Regions from separate parts of the Arachis hypogaea genome. Here region 1 is linked to region 2. Evidence: chromatin contacts called from public Hi-C data. All regions are on one chromosome and are shown on one strand. Each heading gives the region's core, a stretch centred on a gene start, on an enhancer-like site or on the middle of the called end of the contact. The rest is flanking DNA. Distances are from core to core; before and after follow the strand shown. Region 1 holds the start of LOC112742293. Region 2 holds the start of LOC112742279.

Evidence for each region. A called contact is a pair of places that touch in the nucleus more often than the background predicts.
Region 1: a contact with region 2 is called in a Hi-C map of leaf, with 2.3 times the contacts expected there. The contact joins the promoter of LOC112742293 here to the promoter of LOC112742279 in region 2. A contact is called at or near these places in 3 of 8 Hi-C or Micro-C datasets (leaf and an unstated tissue).

The regions. Positions count from the first base shown.
Region 1 is chr2:30,812,215-30,818,305 of arahy.Tifrunner.gnm2.J5K5, reverse strand. LOC112742293 reads right to left here and starts at 2,670. Exons shown (of 5, transcript XM_025791535.3): 1 at 1,880-2,670; 2 at 1,135-1,223; 3 at 1-913. The coding sequence starts at 1,952.
Region 2 is chr2:30,512,613-30,518,439 of arahy.Tifrunner.gnm2.J5K5, reverse strand. It overlaps LOC112742279, which reads right to left and starts at 2,736. Exons shown (of 4, transcript XM_025791524.3): 1 at 1,855-2,736; 2 at 286-545. The coding sequence starts at 2,697.

The DNA.
Region 1 (6,091 bases), core at 1,421-3,920, 300 kb before region 2:
TATATCGGATATCTGAAAATTCAGTATCATTTGCATGCTCAGACTGAAAAATATGTGGAGAACAAGGAGATGAAACATTCCGGACAGCACTCTGGGATTTCCCAAGATTAGGCTTTAGGACAACTATCTTTGTAGGGGAAGCACCTTGCTCATGTTTTCCCTTTGACTGAAGCTTTGATGATCGCGGTGAACTATGCATCACATGTCTTCTGTTGAATTGCCGAGGATATCCATCATGTTGCCTTTGATGAGATTTATCATAACTCAACAGTGCTGTGTCGGTATCTAATCTCCAGTCAAACTCATTTCCATACTTCTCAATTTCAGGTAATTGCATAGCTTCTGTGTGACCCAAATGTGATTCGAAAGGATCAGCTTGAAGATCACTTAGATGCTTTTTAAACAAAGAATCTGGCCGCTTAAAGTACTTCAGAAGAAGTTCCTTGTTAGAGTCAAGCACCTCAAGTGTATCATGGAAATCCCTCGATGACTGTAAATCCTGATAAGTTGCAAGGCGTTTGGCATCCATAAACTTCTGCTCAATGAATGACATCTCTTCGTTGGCATTCCTCAGGTCATTTGCAGACACATGTGATGAATACCTGCTGCTCTCTACCATTGGGATCTCTGAGACCTCAAACACATCCTTAAATTCTTGTTGATCCTTTGAGCTCCTCCTAGAGGATCGACCATCGTATGATGTTCCTCTGTTTCGCACTTTCTCTACAGGATTTTCTGATGAATCCTTTTGCTGCTTGTTAGTAGGCAGGCCATCCAGACCCATCAAACGGGCAATAACACCCGGATTTCTTCTTTTTGACTCGGTTTCTTGCGACATCTCATCAGCTAGTAACTTCTTAATTGGAGTTCCGAACAGTTGTTTTGAAGATCTCCACCCAAATTTGAACGAGAACTGCAACAATCAGCAAATTTGGTAATAACAGTTAGTTTTTGTTACTTTTATATTTTTCTATAACTATAACAAATAACTACGCCTAAATTAGAACAGTGTAAATCCAATCAACACACGAATTTAAAAAGCTATTAATTTACACTGCAAAAGTTAGATCTTCTTCATTCATGAATGTGCACTGACATAAATCATTATTAAAATATATATATACACACACTTACGGAATCTTTGTCTGCAACCCCACCACCGCAAGAAACAGAATCAGGAGACAAATCGGGAAATTGTCGCTGCCTATGAACTTGCTTACTCCCTGAAATGAATTATACAGCAAAAGTTAGTATGAAATGAAAACTCAGAAGTCAGCGGCAGTTAACAATTTAACAATTACGAAATAAATAAGAATAATGATGACAAAAAAAAATGTTCACTACTGAAATAGAATCAAGGCAAGAATAAGAATCAGCAAACCTTCTCACTGAGACGCGAAATAAAAATTAAAAAAAAAATAATGCAATATTTTGCCGTCAACTTAACACTCTGTGCGAAAAGCATAATTCAAGCATGGAGTTGAACAGTAAATAAATTAAGCACTGTGATCAAAAGGCATCATTACAATCTCAAATTCATTTTAAATAAATAAATAAATAAGTGTACGCAATTATACCAAGAGCACGCCAGGAACAATACAAAAAACCAGTTCATGAGTCCTGTATAAACCCAAAAATAATTTTTTTTTAAAAAAAAATAAGGTCTAATTAAGACTCTTCAGCCTTCGAAACGCTTCATTTCAAATATTCCCCCTTTTATCCCACCAAAACTAGCAGTTCTTATGCTTATGCTGTAAATGCTCGAGTCAAAAGGGGAAAAAATGGTAAAGAAAGAGCTGAAGTTCTTGCTTCTGAGATGAACCAAGCTTCAACTTCATATTTAGAGAGAGAAAACAAGATTTGAAAGAGAGAGAGAGACCTTGAGGAAGAACAAGAGTGTGCGGTTGGTTCCTGGAAGCAACGGGGGACCTGCGGTGGCGAGATTTCTCCATGTGGACGAGTCATACACGAGAAACCGGGGAGAACATGCAGATCGAGAGAGTACGGACGAGAAGATATACTCAATTAGTAGGAAGAAGAAGAAGAAGAAGAAGAAGAAGAAGAAGAAGGTGGTTGAGGAAGGAAGGAACTAGGGTAGGGAAAAACAATAGTGAAAGAAAAAAAAAACAAAACCCATAGGATGCTGAGCTAAAATTCAAACAAATCTAGAAACAACAAAAAAAAAAGGAAAGGAAAGGAAAGGGAAAAAAGAAAGTGCGTGATAGGCGCAGAAAAGAGGGAAGGAAAAAAGTGAGGTAAGAGAGAGAGAGAGAGAGAGAGAGAGAGAAGAAGATGGAAATGAGATTATTGAAGGAAGGGGTTTGATTTTTGAGGTAGTAGAGAGCGAAAGAAAGAAAGTGGGAAGGAAAGAGAGAAGTTAGAAGAGAGAGAGGGAGAGCATTAATGGAGGTCCGTTAAGAGCGTGGGAGAAGGGGGGTGGGAAGTGAGTGAGAGAGAGAGAGAGAGAGTGCGTGAGCGTGAGGGAGAGGGAGGTGGGAGTGTGAGTAAGTGAGTGAGTTGAGGGAGTATTTTGAACTTTTGAATGCCGTAACGCTGGCACACCACACTTACCCTTTGCGCGGGCAACTGCACACTCCATCATTCAACGCCCCTCGCCCCTCGCCCCTCGCCCCCTCCAACTAGCTACTACTGTACTACATACACCCAAACTTCTTTTTCGCCAATTCTATAGTATTTGCTCTCTAATTTTGTCTAATTCATTTTTTATTGTAAATTTTAAATATTTAAAAAAATATTATTTTATATTTTTTAAATTAAATATTAATTTTTAAAATTTTTATAAGTTCGACCGCTCTTTTTAAATATGACAGTAATTAGCCTTTTTTATATTCAAACTTTTAGAAAATAACACATTTAAATAGATTATAAAGATTTAAGTATGCAAAAAATTTTAGACTATAACAAAAAAAAAATTTAAAAAATATTATCGATAAAATAATTTTTGAATAATTTAAAAATATAACAAAAATAATCAATAATTATTATATTTCAATAAAAAATATTTGTATTTTACAAATAATTTAACATTGGTTTGAATTGATTTTTTTAGTTAAAAAAGTACTTTTATAAAAGAATAAAATATGTTTATTCAATTTAAAATATATTTAAATATATCCTTTTAAAAAAGTATTTTGATTATAAAAAGTAAAATTTTTTTTTAAGTTAACAATATCTTATTTTTAAAACAAATAAAAGTAGAAGACGTTTTTAATATTTAAACATTTTTTTAAAAAGTCTATCTAAATATAAAATATTTTTCTATTAAAAAAAATCTCTTTTAAAAGGATAAAAAAATAAATACTTTTTTCAAAAGTTAATCCAAACTAATCCTTATCTATTTGATTTGAAATTTTATAATTATATTTGAATAAATATTTAAAAAGTGCACAAAAAAATTCGAAACAAAATTTAATTTTTTTATTTTTTAAAAACATATGGTCATATATAACAAAATTTTTAAAAATATTCACTTGACATCAATTTATCAAATTTAAAAATGAAAAAATTTTATTTTTTTAATAATATTTACAAAAAATTGCATTAAGATATAATTTCTAATTTTTTTAGAATATATATTTAATATTTAATTTTCTTATCGTGGTTTTAAAATTTTTTTAGAATTTATTTATCTTTAGCATCTTTTAGAATTATTTTTATCAGTAATATAAATTTTTAAATACTAATTTAATAATTTATTTATTTATAAATTTAATTTTAATATATTATATAAAATATTCTACAAACGTATTAAAATTAAATTCTAGATTATAAATTTTTCTTAAGTATAAGATAAGTATTTTATAAGTGAAATGCTAGACTCACAAGCCTTTAAAAATTTATAATACAAGATAAAATTTATTCGTTTTTGTTACGGACCCGACCCACGGAATCCACACCCATAACGGTCTTCGAATTCGGTTACCCAGATCCAGCCCTATTCGCCCTTTTAGAAGGTCCGGAACCGACCCACTAGAGCTTCTAACCAACAATCAAATTCAAATATCTCCCTTATCTCATGACCAAAAAGAAAATATCTCCCTTATCTTAACCAAATAAGATAAGATAAGATAATTACCATCACCTATATAAAGGACAGTCCCAAGCCCTCTCAGGTACGTCATTCACTCCACACATGCTATTCCTCTTAGATCCATTCTGACTTGGGCATCGGAGTGTCTTTGCAGGTACCACCCACATTGCTCGAGTCAGATAATCCAGCGTCCGCCTCGACCCACAAGTTCCCGATCCATCTCTCAACCCGTACCAGAGACATCTTGTACATTGGCGCCGTCTGTGGAAAACTTGCAACGTCGTGACGACATGGCGGATATTTCTGAAGAGCAATCTCCAGGCCCTCACCACTTACACACGCGAACCCCAACCCCCGAAGGTTGGGAAACCATTCCTCCCACTTACCAAAGAGTAACAAGTGTTATGCGCCAGCCAACACCGCCCCAACAACAATCAAAGGGGGGAAGGTCGTCCACAGCATGAACCCCGAGCCCCCGACGGCTTGGGAAAAAAAGCGATCTAGATAATTCAAGACCTCTGCCTCCGGATGCAAAACCTTGAGGGCCGCGTAGTGACCAAAGAACGGTATCACCCGGAACACGGAAGCCACGCGACCTCTAAAACCTGATCCCGCCACGAAGCTAGACACGACAGGTCACCCGAACGGCGACGCAGCAAAAAACACGATTGTAGCGTCTCCCGAGACCCAGAGCACCGGCGCAAAGAGAACGACTGACGACATCACCGGGAAGCCAAACGCACGAAGAGCGAACACGTGATAATGGGAGCCACCCCTTTCACAGAAAGAATCCTAAGAGCCAAACTCCCGAAGGGCTTCGACAAGCCCAAGGACATGAAATACGACGGAACCAAGGATCCCCAGGAACACCTAACGAGCTTCGAGGTCAGGATGAAACTGGAAGGGGCCGCCAATGCGGTCTGATGCAGGGCCTTCCTGGTAACCCTGGCTGGACCTGCAATCAAGTGGTTTAACACCCTCCCGCACGGCTCCATAGCCAACTTTCACGATATCTCGAGAAAATTTATGGCCCAATTCACCACCCGAATCACCAAAGCCAAACACCCCATCATCTTACTCGGCATCACCCAAAGGCAGGATGAATCCACGAGGAAATACCTCGACAGGTTGAATGACGTGTGCCTAACGGTCGACGGACTCACGGATTCAGCCGTGAGTCTCTGTTTGACCAACGGCCTCATGAACGAAGACTTCCAAAAATACCTCACCACAAAGCCAGTATGGACCATGCATGAGATCCAGAGTGTAGTAAGAGAGTACATAAACGATGAAGAAGTGAGCCAAGTTGTGGCTGCCAAACGGCAGCACGACAATACGGCACCACGACATAACCCCGCACCAAGGGAAACTCTAAAAGAACACCCCCAAGCCGGCAAACACGAACTGACCACCCAGGATCGGAAAATTTTCGAACTACACCCCTCTGCCAGCCCCTATTACAGAAATCTACCACCAAATAGCCGAGCGGGGCATCCTCTCGAAGGCTCGACAACTAAAGGAGCGAACGGGCAGCAACAGGAGCCTGTACTGCGACTACCACCGAGGATACAGATATAAAACCCAAGACTATTTCGACCTAAATGACGCCCTCGAACAAGCCATCCGAGACGGCAAACTCCCGAGTTCGCCAAAATCATCAGAGAGCCTAAACGTACAGAAAGGGACAGATCACCAAAACGCGAAAGACGTAACCTAAGGACGCAATGACAAACACCCTGGGAGAGACCAGAAACAGATCCCACCATAGTCGTAAATGTTATCACCGGAAAAGACGCCGCAGGAAAATTGAAATCAACGTTGAAGAAGGACCTAAAAATCTTGTCCGTCAGGAACCAAGCCCCGACCCCCTCTACTGCAGAAGCAATGACATTTTCCTCCGAAGACTGCCAACACGGTACCTCAGCAGAAGACGCCCCGTTTGTCATCTCGGCAAAGGTCGGGACAGGGCTGGTCAAAAGGATATTGGTTGACATCGGAGCAGATTCTAACATCCTCTTCAGGGGAGCCTTCGACAAACTC
Region 2 (5,827 bases), core at 1,487-3,986:
TCTTGGAATTGTGGCAATTATTGTTATAGTAATTTTGAACAACCACCAAAAGCAAAATTTATCACCTAGAACGTACGACATTAACACTCACCTAGATTGTAATCCAATCATTCAACACAAGTTAAGAACGATCATCATTCTCTAGAGAGTGGTGGTTTTAAATTCAAGATAGTGCAATCGCAGCTCTCTTAGTTTCATTTCGCCACAGAATTTGCGAACTGAATTCAAAATGATGCTTGAAATCATAAATAATTCTAAGCAATTCAGCTCATCACTCGTTTTCACCTCTTCAGAGCTGCTTCTTTCTTTTGCTCTAGCTTCTGCAAGAACACATTAGCATTGTCCTCAAAATAATCTTTGTGATGATGATCCTCCGGGACAAGTTCCCTAAACTTCTCAAACTGTCTTTCAGCTTCATCTTTCTTCTTCATCATAGTATACACCACACCCTTACACAAGTAAGGCCTAAAATCCTTCGGTTCTTTTGTCACAAGATCCTCATAGACCTTCAGCGCACTGGATAATTCCCCTTCCAAAACCTTAACCTGTATTAGAAAGTTAGTTAGATATGCATTTATGTTATAGATACTTGTTAGAGTAAACTTAGTGAAGTACTTAAAGAGTATTTGTCCAAATAATAAATGGAGGATCGAATATTTGTCCAAATAATTATCATCTCTGACCAAGACAGATTTAAGTACTACAATTTTAACCATGAAAGATATAATCTAGCTTGACACCTATCAATCATTGGGCTAGTTTGAGCCACAATGGGGAATCGAGCTAGTTTATATATTTCATGATTAAAATCCGTCCAGCCTCTAATCTTTCATGGTCTGAAATGTAGAAATGCAGTTTATCATATCTTTCATGGCAAAACAATCAATGGAGGATCAAGCATTTGTCCAGAATAAATCATCATTTCAGGCCATGACAGATTTATGCCCTATAATTTTAACCATGAAAAATATAATCTAGCTCAACACCCATCAATAAATTGGGTTAGTTCAACACAAAATGATGAAGTCGAGCTAGTTTATATGTTTACATTATTTGTGTTAGAATTCATGATAATATCTCAAAGGTTTAAATAACTCTATTGATCTCTATAGTTTCACCAAATTTGCGATGAGATCCTTATACTTTTTTCTTTACAATTGGATCCCTATGTTACTTTAAATTTTGTAATTAGATCCTTTTCATGTCAAAAATATAAAATTAGCAGAATATCTTTTTCAAAAAACATGTAGTCAAAGATTTAATTAGGTTCTTAATTGTGGATACACTCAATTTTCGGAGAAATATTCAGTTAACTCTAACCATTTTTACACTTAAAAGCACCTAATTACAAAATTAAAAGCAGTATAGGAACCCAATTGAAAATAAAATAAAAGACCTAATTACAAATTTGGTGAAACTATGAACTATGAAACCTACAGAGTAATTAAACCTATCTCAACAATAATAAACTTGATAATCAGATGTTTCTATGAATATGATACAAGGTAAATAGGTGATGAACAAATCAGATAATAATCAAATAATAAATGCTTAATATCCCAGTATCAATTCAAATATCCTATTATTCTCTAACAATTTCAACTACTCAAATATTTCATGTTTGTAGTTTATTATTTTTCCCACATATCAGAGAGAATAACTTCCTTTGACAAATAAAAAATGATACATCTACAACTCCATCATACAACTCCAGCAACAACGCTGCAACTTGCAATTTTGCAACTTATTTGTGAGTTAGTTAGTTAGATGGTTATCCTCTTTTGCTATAGTTAGTTATGGGTTGGTATGCACTTGTATATAAACACTAATTGAATCCCATTCAATGTTGATTACCTGCGCAATTAGCAGCTTCAAGTCCCTTGCCTCAGAATCCCTCTCTTCCTTCTCCAAGAACTTCACAGCTTCTTCAAACCTTGGCATAAAATCCTTTGTTGGTTCCTTCAACTCAAAAGCCGCCACAAGAAGACCATGAAGCGCAATCACGTTATAAGGGTCTCTCTTCAGCACTTCTTCGAACAAGTTCCGCGCCACCGCGTGGTCGTTGTTGCGGGCACGCAGGTGCGCCTTCAGCAGCGGCCAATCAAGCTCCTCCGGCTCAATTTCAATCAAGCGGTCTACCATCGGAACCGCTTCGTCGAATTTACGCTCTCTGATCTTTGCTTCGATGAGGGACTGAAGATCTTCAACGGTGCTGTTCTCTTCACCCGAAACCTTTTCTTCGCCGGAGGCATCTTCCGGAGAGGATTCCGTCGCGGGAGATGGTGGTTGCGGTGCGGCTGTAACGGCAGCGGCGAGGGCGGGAGAATTGAAGTGAAGGCGCATGAGGAACAATGCAGCTGCGATGCATGCTGATTTGAGGATGGGTGAGAAGAAGGGGTTTAGTGTTTGTGTCACGTGGGTTAATGGGTTTTTGGGTGAGTGTGAGGCTTTGATGGGTGAAAATCGAAAGGAAGCGGAAGAGGAAGAGGAGGAAGATGGTAGAGAAAGGAAAGGAACGGAAGAGAATGGTGTTGTTGAATGGTGGTGATTAAGAGAGAGAAGGGATTGGTGGTGGTGATGAGAGGGTTTCAGTGAAAAGAGAGACTCCATGGATGAGGCTGAACTGGGAATTGAGAACTGCCAAACCGGTAAATAACTAAATATCTCAACCCGAGAGATTCTCACCGATGAGAACATGCCGAGGTAGCCAATGTGTTGAGTTATGACTATGGTGGATGCTCCGGTAAAGTTGTCAAATTCAAATTTTTGTAAAGATAGTTTTTTATCTTGTGGTTGTTATTGATTTAAAAGCTTATGTGTTGCTTTAAAGAGAAAGTGTTACCCTTAACTTGGCTCTGATATCAATTTTTAACTTTGACTTTTCTTTTAATTTCTTTTTTGAAATTTCTATTCATCATATTTTACTTTGAATAAATTTATAATTTGTATAGGTTAAATAATTTGCAAATTTATAGTCTAAAGTATTGACCATATCTACTATTTCTCTTGCATTTATTACTAGTCCTTGATGTATATTTATAATTTTATAACTTTTCAATCTTGTTTTAGTTTATAATATTCTTTTTTACATGGATTATTGTGTATAAAATCTTTTATTTGTTTGTCTTTTTCTTTAATATAATTTCTCAATTCCTTAATAACTTCTTTTACTTCTACACTTTCTCTTGTTTCTAAATATCTGTTTAATTTTTCAATTTTATTCTCTATTTTTTCTTTCAACAGTTTTAATTCTTTTAAGTCATAATATGGTTTTCTAGGCATTTATAAATTTTTTAAGTTTAATTCCAACTTGTTTATATTTATTCTTATTTCTATCCTTTTTATTATAAGATCATCAATTTCAATCTGAAGATTATTTAATTCCCTTTTATACTCCTTTATTTTACTTTTTAATTTTCTTGTCCTTTTTCTTTTTATTTTATTTTCTGGTTTTTCAATCTTTTTATGCTTCATTATTTAAAATTTCTGCAAATTCTATCATCGATTCATCACTATTTTCTAGAGATTCTATTAATTTTTCTAGCTCTTCAACTTCTCTTTTCAACTTGTCATAGATTATTTTTAGGGCTTCAAATGCTCTTTGATTTATTTCAGAAAACTGTAAATAATTCAAGCGATTTTCTCTTTCAAAGAGCTCTTGTTTCTTGTCTTGATAAGTTACATATATTTCTTCTTTATTTATTGTCATAATTTAGTGTTTAGGGTTTCATTTAATTTTTCGACCTTTTTTGTTAGTTCTTTTATTTCAGAATTTTCTTCTTTAATTTTTAATTTAGATAAACTTAAAGTGCTATTAATTTTAGATTCTCTTATTTGAAAATTCGATGAAACTAATTTTTCTGATGGTTCTTTTAATAATAGAACTGAGTTTTCAATAGCTTTATATTTTGGTATTTCTCGTTTTACAATTTTCTGAAATAATTCATCAACATAAATTCTTTCTCTGTTTTTAAATATTATACTATGATGGCTATTTGTTAAAGCATAATTTATTGCATATGTAATTGAAAATGGTTCATCATCTTGTTCCATTAGATTCTTTCTGTGAAATTTATAAGCCAAACTTATAGATCTTCCAAGATTTTCAGTTGATAAAGGTATAGCGTATCCAAGATGGGCATTGAATTTAACATTTATGTTTGCCAAGTTTCCATGAACAATTCCAATTATTTGATTTATTGGGTCATCAGTAATTCTTTTGTCACAGATTGCTAAGCTAATTGGTGAATTAATTCCTTTCATATATGTAGATTTAATTAAGACTTGTATATTACTAATATGAATCCATCCAATTTTAGATCTTTTTGTTGATCCTTAATTTTCTCAATCTATTTACTCAATTCTTCATCATTTATCAAAGCTATTTCAAGTTCTCCATTGGCGGATTTTATCTTTATAGGGGCTTCAAGTTGAATTTTTCCATAGTATATTATATTTTTTCTATTAAAAACTTCTTTTAAAAGATTTTGTTTATTAAAATTTTCATTTGATTTGAGATTCAATTCTGTTTTTAGAACAGCCTGTTTTTCATTATCTAATAAAGCAGGTAATCTATAATAATCAGATTCTTCCGTTAATTCTAAGCTTTCTAATAATTCATAACTAAGAGATTAGGATAAAGGCGTACCTTTCTGGAGAAAAACTTCCTTTATTTAGTATATTTTACATAAGATGTTTTTATCTCCAAAGGGGAGATTATAGATATTAACTCCAGAGGGGAGTTTAAAACTATTTTTTCCTAAGGAAATTCTTTTGTCAGACTACAGAATCGCCTCGGCAGCTTCCTCTTTGCTCTCCTAGCATATGAGTACTCTTAGCCTTCTGCTTTCTGTTTTCTGATGATCCCTTACAATTGCCTAAGCAATCTATTTATAATGGTTGGGTCTGATGGACAATTCCCATCTTTACCCTTCTTATGACGTCATTGCTTACGTCATTGTTTATTATCTTGCACCACCTACATTGTTGGTGCTCTATGACCTAAGCGCTTACGTCATTATGCAATAATGTTGAGGGATGCTTCAGATGCGCTGTCCTCTTCTTTTATCATGTGGATAGATGCGCTGTCTTCTTCTTTTATCATGTGGGTGGATGCCATTTCATTATTGCTTTCTTCAGATATTTCTGAGACACACAGCTGACACTTGTGGTCTTCTCTATCTTTTATCAAATAGCAGAGATTCCTTTTTATCCCTTCAGGAAGCTTTTCTAAGAGTCCGGATAGATTGTAGAATGCAGATTCAAATTCCACCAAGAGTCTCATCTCTCTTTCTTCAATTTCATTTCTTTTACTGGACACAAGCAGAGTATTTCTGCTTTTATAATTAATTCTTGTGTGAGATTCCCTTGTTATCTTTTGAGTTCTTTCAAAGACCCTTGCTAATGTGCTGGCTAGTCTTCCTTCATGATTATAGATTATTAAATCTTGAACTTGATCAATTGGTTGAAAGTTTCCTGGGAAGACGGACATGAATATTACTTGATGTGCTGGAACTAAGCATTCTTCTTCTTCATTAAAAATAGGTTGACTATTTGTAAATTTTAGGGATATATCCCTTGGATTTACATTGTCAATCATATTTTTAAATCTTTTTACTGCATCAACGAATCCTGCAGGAAACTCACTAATAATTTTCAGATCATTAAAAATTAAAATTGTATCAATTAATCCATACTGAAAAAACTGATAAGTGTCAGATGGGGAAGCCTCTGGAAAAATAACCAGCTTTGTTAACTGTTCTTTGGCAATAGGATAGTATCCCAAACTTGCCTTTTTTTCTTCAGTCCAATTCAGGACTATATTAAG